Linked DNA regions of Danio rerio: region 1 is linked to region 2. The links are chromatin contacts, called in public Hi-C maps. All regions are on one chromosome and are shown on one strand. Each heading gives the region's core, a stretch centred on a gene start, on an enhancer-like site or on the middle of the called end of the contact. The rest is flanking DNA. Distances are from core to core; before and after follow the strand shown.

The links. A called contact is a pair of places that touch in the nucleus more often than the background predicts.
Region 1: a contact with region 2 is called in a Hi-C map of an unstated tissue, with 1.6 times the contacts expected there. The contact joins two enhancer-like sites. A contact is called at or near these places in 1 of 18 Hi-C or Micro-C datasets (an unstated tissue) and 1 of 4 datasets of contacts at active chromatin or transcription factors (caudal fin).

The regions. Positions count from the first base shown.
Region 1 is chr5:42,845,762-42,848,851 of GRCz12tu, reverse strand. pigl (phosphatidylinositol glycan anchor biosynthesis, class L) reads right to left here. Exons shown (of 7, transcript NM_001256655.1): 5 at 423-454. Among named protein-coding and RNA genes, the nearest start is that of cenpv, 13 kb to the left of the region's middle. Within about 2 kb of position 1,396, at least 13 of the 62 cell types and tissues checked have an H3K27ac peak or open chromatin away from gene starts, as enhancers often do.
Region 2 is chr5:42,789,590-42,792,738 of GRCz12tu, reverse strand. It overlaps ncor1 (nuclear receptor corepressor 1), which reads left to right. Exons shown (of 48, transcript NM_200276.2): 2 at 1,149-1,334. The coding sequence starts at 1,227. Among named protein-coding and RNA genes, the nearest start is that of ncor1, 13 kb to the left of the region's middle. Within about 2 kb of position 1,323, at least 11 of the 62 cell types and tissues checked have an H3K27ac peak or open chromatin away from gene starts, as enhancers often do.

The DNA.
Region 1 (3,090 bases), core at 147-2,646, 56 kb before region 2:
ACCCCCTTAAGTGTACTACAGTAAAAATCTGTTTCTATTAAAGTTAAATACTGTGTAATTTACAAAAATTGTTAACAGTGTGTCAATTGTAATAGTGTTTTAGCTTTCTTCAAAATATCCTCTTTTGTGTTCAACAGAATAACGACATAACACTTTGGAACAAACTGAGGGTGAGTAAATAATGAGTAAAAAAATCATTTTTGGGTGAACTATTCCTGTAAACTAGGGGTGTTTAATCCTGTTTCTTAAAAGCTAAAGCACCACCAACTTTAGATTTAACTCTAATAAAGGCCAAATATACTCAAATCAATGACCCCAAAACATGAGTTAAAACAGTCTTACTCTACATTATCAACGATAATAATATTTAACATAATACAATGTTAAGTGCATAATTTAACAATGAATGTAATGAGACTTACCTTCATGTATACGTCCAGCAGAAGCTAGATGACTGTTGTTGAAGACAGGAAAAAATAAATATTATTAATATAATAAACCAAAGTTACAAGCACATATGTTTCAAAATATATTGACAAGCGATACTTTTGTTTATTTATAATGATGACAATGATATGACCTGATGTACAGATATTAACAACGATTTTCTGAAGATTAATCTCAAATAAATCTGTACTTTAGGACTGTCTGAATTTTTAATACTTTACCATTAGAATTATTGTCATAAAATCACAACAAATTCATTAGGAATCTATTTTTATCAGTTTATCTGGGTAGAAATGCGTTAGATACACTGCATTAAAATATTACATTAAGATCCACAAATTTACTTGGCAGTACTGTTTACTGTACACACACACACACACACACACACACACACAAAATGATGGTTAATAAGGACTCTCCATGAGCACACTGTATTCTATACTGTAAATAATGCTACTTATCTGACCCTACCCCTAAACATAACCCTCAAAGGTAACCTGTGGCAAATTTTGAATGTCAAAATATGTTGAACATATTGAATAAATGTTGAATATGTTGCCTGCTACATATGGCTTTTAAGTGTTTTGAATAACAAGGACACAAGGGATGTCCTCATAAACCACCTTAATGTTGTAATACCAGGTCATATTGCATGTCATTTCAAAATGCCTGTCCCTTTGAACCACCAAAAACAGTACACACAAATAAACACACACAGACATACAAACAGACAGACAGATAGACAGACAGACACACACACACACACACACACACACACACACACACACACACACACACACACACACACACACACACACACACACACACACACACACTTCCTGAGGTCTGGGTTTTTCTCAGATTAGAGTGAGCTCTAAATCCACATGCAGTTCCTGGAAGTGTCTGTCATGTCCTGGCTCTCCCAGTCACACCACCTGTGCTGGCCGAGCTCAGACTGAGACGCCATCTCAGAGCCAACTTCACCACTGCTTCCTCTCTCTCACACACACACACATACACACGCTGCACACAAATAAATACATCTACAACAGCACAGAAGAGACAGATGTCCAAGAAGACTGGCTCGGTTTCTTCGAACCAAATATTGCTCAATAACACTGTTTGTTCAGACTGTACCACTAGCCCTTATGTAAGTCACTGCCTCAAGCCTGCAAAAAAGTCATCCCCTTCTCAGCATATGCCTCGGTTACCCATATTAATGATATCAATGATTCAACGTAGATAACAATTTACAGAAGAAAGGATCAGGATTCATACAGAGGGTGAATCCTATAGTCATAGTTAATTGTTGGAACAACAAGACAGAGGATATTTTTTTTTGTCCCTCTGAACTGATTTAGTGTTCTGATGCTCTTCTGGATTGTTTTTATGATATGGTATGATATCTAGATAGAGTTGAGTAAATACTTTTCTGTACAATTTAGTCTCTTTTATAAAAGAATTACAAAAAGTTCTTTAAATACCTCTTTTCAGAAGCTACTTAAGATATCGTACATTTTTCTAACAATTCAAAATGAAAATTTGACTTACTCGATAGATATCTATTTAATATATCATTGGCAACAAGTGAAAAAGTATAGCTTTTTTACTTGTTGCCAGTAATATCTTAAATAGTATCCGGAGATTGCATAAAGAAGACTCACCAACTAAAGATGAATGGTGGAGGAAATGGAAAAAATGACACATGCACATTGGATACAAAAAAAGTAAATAGATGGCCACGAGAATACAATTATCCATAATTTAACATTTACATCATTTTAGAGGCTATTCATCATAGAGATTATATGTTTGTTTTTTATTTTAAACTCATATTTTATTATTATATCTTTTGTTTTATTTTATACTTATTCTATTTATTTAGTTATTTATTTAATAATTATTCATTTATTATATTTATTTAGAGGTTAATTAAATATTTTTATGTATGTATGTAAATATGTATACATGTGTGAAATGGATGTATTTGTGTGTGTGTGTGTGTGTGTGTGTGTTTGTGTACATATATGTATATACATGTATACTGTATATATAATTGAGGTCTGACATATTAGCCCCCCTGTTTATTTTCCTTCAATTTCTGTTTAACAGAGAGAAACATATCTAAACATAATAGTTTTAATAACTGATTTCTAATATCTGATTTATTTTATTTTAGCTTTTTTTATTTAATTAAATTTTTGTTTTATTTTATGCCATGATGACAGTAAATAATATTTTAAAAGATTAAAGGGACTTTTAAAGGCTTAATGGTTAATTAGGTTAACTAGGCAGGTTAGGGTAATTAGGCAAGTTAGTGTATAACGATAGTTTGTTCAGTAGACTTTCCAAAAAGATTTGGCTTAAAGGGGCTAATAATTTTGGGGGAACAGGGGAAACAATTTTGTTATTTAAAAAATTAAAAATTTAGTATTTTTTTTTATTATTAAAAACTGTTTTATTCTAGCCAAAATAAAGCAAGTAAGACTTTCTCCAGAAGGAAAAATTACAGACATACTGTGAAAAGTTCTCTGTTAAACATTATTTGGGAAATGTTTAAATAAGAAAAAACAATTCAAAGAGGGGCTATTAATTCTGACTTCAACTGTAAATATTGTTATTTGTTTGTTTGTTCCCACCACT
Region 2 (3,149 bases), core at 74-2,573:
TTTAAAAGATAATTTTGAAATAAAATTCAAGCTCTGTGTTATTGAATGTGCAGTGGATGAGAATAATGCACCACTCATTCAAGTGACTTCCTCAGTTATGATTGTTACTCAAAAGCCAACTCTGTTAGATTCATGCATGCCAAAACTGTGTAAATTGATGGGCTCTGTACAATAGGTTTGCAGTGTGAATGCAGCCTTTTAGACCGACTGCTTCTGTCATTAAGCAAGAAAAAGTGAAAACTTGCTTTCTTAGTCCTCTTTAATATTTGTTTTGACTTTAACAAATTATTGAACAGATTATTAATAATGGTTCAAAGAACATTTTGCTGAGCTCAGTGAAAAGGTTTGTATGTAGATCTGCAATGAAAAATGTTATACAATTATAGCCATATGGCTGCTGTGAGTCGACAATACTGTCTAAAATGAAACTATACTTCTCTTCTGATCAGAAAACAATAAACACAATTATTCAATATAGTGCAAAATTGTTTGATTTTAGCAAAAACAAATGTAACCTTTTTGATTATTACTTTTGTAATGATAATCAGACCTGAAGCCACACTGCTTTTATCTGGACAAAACATAGAGAAAACCCCTCCACCACGCAGAAACATTTACAGAGAGTCCTCCTCCTTCTGTCTAAAAGGACCTTAATGCATCCTTGTTTCTTCTGTGTGTAGATAAATCAAATTTCATTTGCTTTTGTCCATTTATTTTGATATCCATTTTGCGGTAGTCCTTCGTATAATTTCATGGACCTGAAGTCACTATCAAAATTGTCCTGTGCACTGTTGCATCGGGTCTTAAGTTTGAAATAATTTAGGTCTCATCATTATATACATTATATCATTATATTCTAAAAGATAAGGGGATTGTACTTTTAAGAAAAAACATGTTTTGTTGGTTTTTAGGAAACTGACACTTTTCTGGGAAATCGAGCAGAGAATTTTCATGACAATCCTAAGAAACAAAGCATGTTTCCTTCATGAGAAATAGCTGCCAATCGGTCGCACATTGTGACCTTGGACCTTTAAAAAATAATCTTGGTCTGGTTTGGTCATGGAAAGAGTTCGTACTCCAGAGACCTTCAGAATGTTTGGCTCTTGAAATGTTCTGATGTTTTTTTTTCTGTTTCCCCTTTTCCTCAGGTGGTTTGGCTGCACAGTCATGCCAATGTTGAGCCCGTGATTGAGTAGCTGTGCTCCAGGCCAGCAAAAGGCCACAGCATGTCCAGTTCGGGCTTTCCCCCCAGCCAGGGGTCCTTCAGCAGCGAACAGAGCCGTTACCCCCCACACTCAGTGCAGTACACCTTCAGCTCCACACGCCACCCGCAGGTCAGAACCACGTGCACCACCTTACAATGTCAACAAACCACATAACATAAATGCTGCGCAAGTGAAACTGTAACTGCAACTTTCCTGTTTCTGTGTCAGATTTTTGACTTATTCAGTTTTGCAGACAGAGCAGATCCTGAATTACCAGTCTAGGGCTGGGTGACAAGACTGTATTTTCATATATCAACAATGTCTCTTAATCATGGTGATGTTGATTACAACATTCAATTTTCAAATAAAATAGGAGATTGAAGGGAAAATATAATAAGGTTAGCAAATAGATTTTTTTTTTTTTATAAATATACGTTAAAGCTTGTAAGTTTTCACATAACGAAGCATGTTATTTTAGGAAAATGGAATAGAAGTATTAATATAAAAAATATATATTATAATATTAAAAATTAAACTGAGAAAATCTGGTAAGAAGTACTAAAATGTCAAACTCCAAAAAGAGATGCATGTAATTGTAAATGTTGAATTTATTATATTTAGAAAACAATTTTAAGGAATGCACTTATATCAGACTTGCATTTAGTTAAGTGACTTATTAACATTAAATGGACCTTTTCACAAGACTGTTATGACATATTTAAGGCTAATCAGCATCCTAAATCCTTAAAAGTTTTTAATATTTAGATTTTTAAAAAACTTATGAGCATATATATTTGTGTATTATATAATTTCATTATATTGGATTGTATTATATATTTGTTTTATATACAAATTAGAAAACAATTTACCTCTTATTCGAGGTGTTTCTAATGCAGCATCTATGGACAACACAGGCACAGATGACAACAAGAGCATTTAGAGGTATCCGCTGTACTTCAGTGTCAGTGAAAGACTGTTGTATTAAACTCATAAGCAGTCAATTGTGAATAGTTGTCTGCTTTTTAGTTGGAGCATTTTAATTACTCGTGCTCACCTCTCTTGCCGTAGCGTGCTACTGCGATATAGCGCATATGAGATAAATTACGTCAGTTTGTAACAACCAGTTATGATCTTGAACTGAACTTATACTGAATCCACTTTAATGGATTTTGGAAGAAGTTGATGAATTGACATGTAAATCCAGCAGGTCACATCCCTCCACTAAAATAGCAGTGGCCATCTCCTCCAATCTCCGCCAATCATAGATTAAGTAATATATCCATATTACGATGTTTAAATGACAATATACATGTTCATACACGTATTTGAGAATCAGAATATTAGAAATGTCACAATATGATTAGGACATTTGTCAACATTTGCAGAAAGGGGAAGAAGGAAACAAATCTATATACATAAATCGTCTGCCTGTTGTGTGCCACATGATAAACTTGATGCATCACAAGATGATGTGTGAAAGTGTTAATGATTATGTGATGGTGGGGCAGACCAAGGTGATTTGCGTAGAGCGCCAGTTGTGTTTGTGCTGGCCGCGCGTCCTCCAAAAAGATAAGAATGAATCTTAACTGCTGCCCATTGCGCTTCGCTAGAGGAGAGGTTTTTGGTCTTTCTGAGGGGCTCACCCAGTGTGTGTGTGTGTGTGTGTGTGTGCATGCGTGCGTGTGTGTGTGTGTGTTTTAATTGATTAATTAATAGTTTTTTTTCTTTCTCCAAATGAATCTTTTCAGCAATTGTGCTTGGTTCTTTTTTATATTTAATATGAACTTAAGCATGAGTGTGGCAGAGGTGGGGCAAAGTAGTCAGTATAATTGCATGTTGAGGTTTTTTTTAAGGCAATTATCAATAAATTATTTTAAACCCATCACCCAGTCCTACAGCACTTGATTTGCAGTTTTAGATTTGCTATTGTCCAAGCTGTAATTG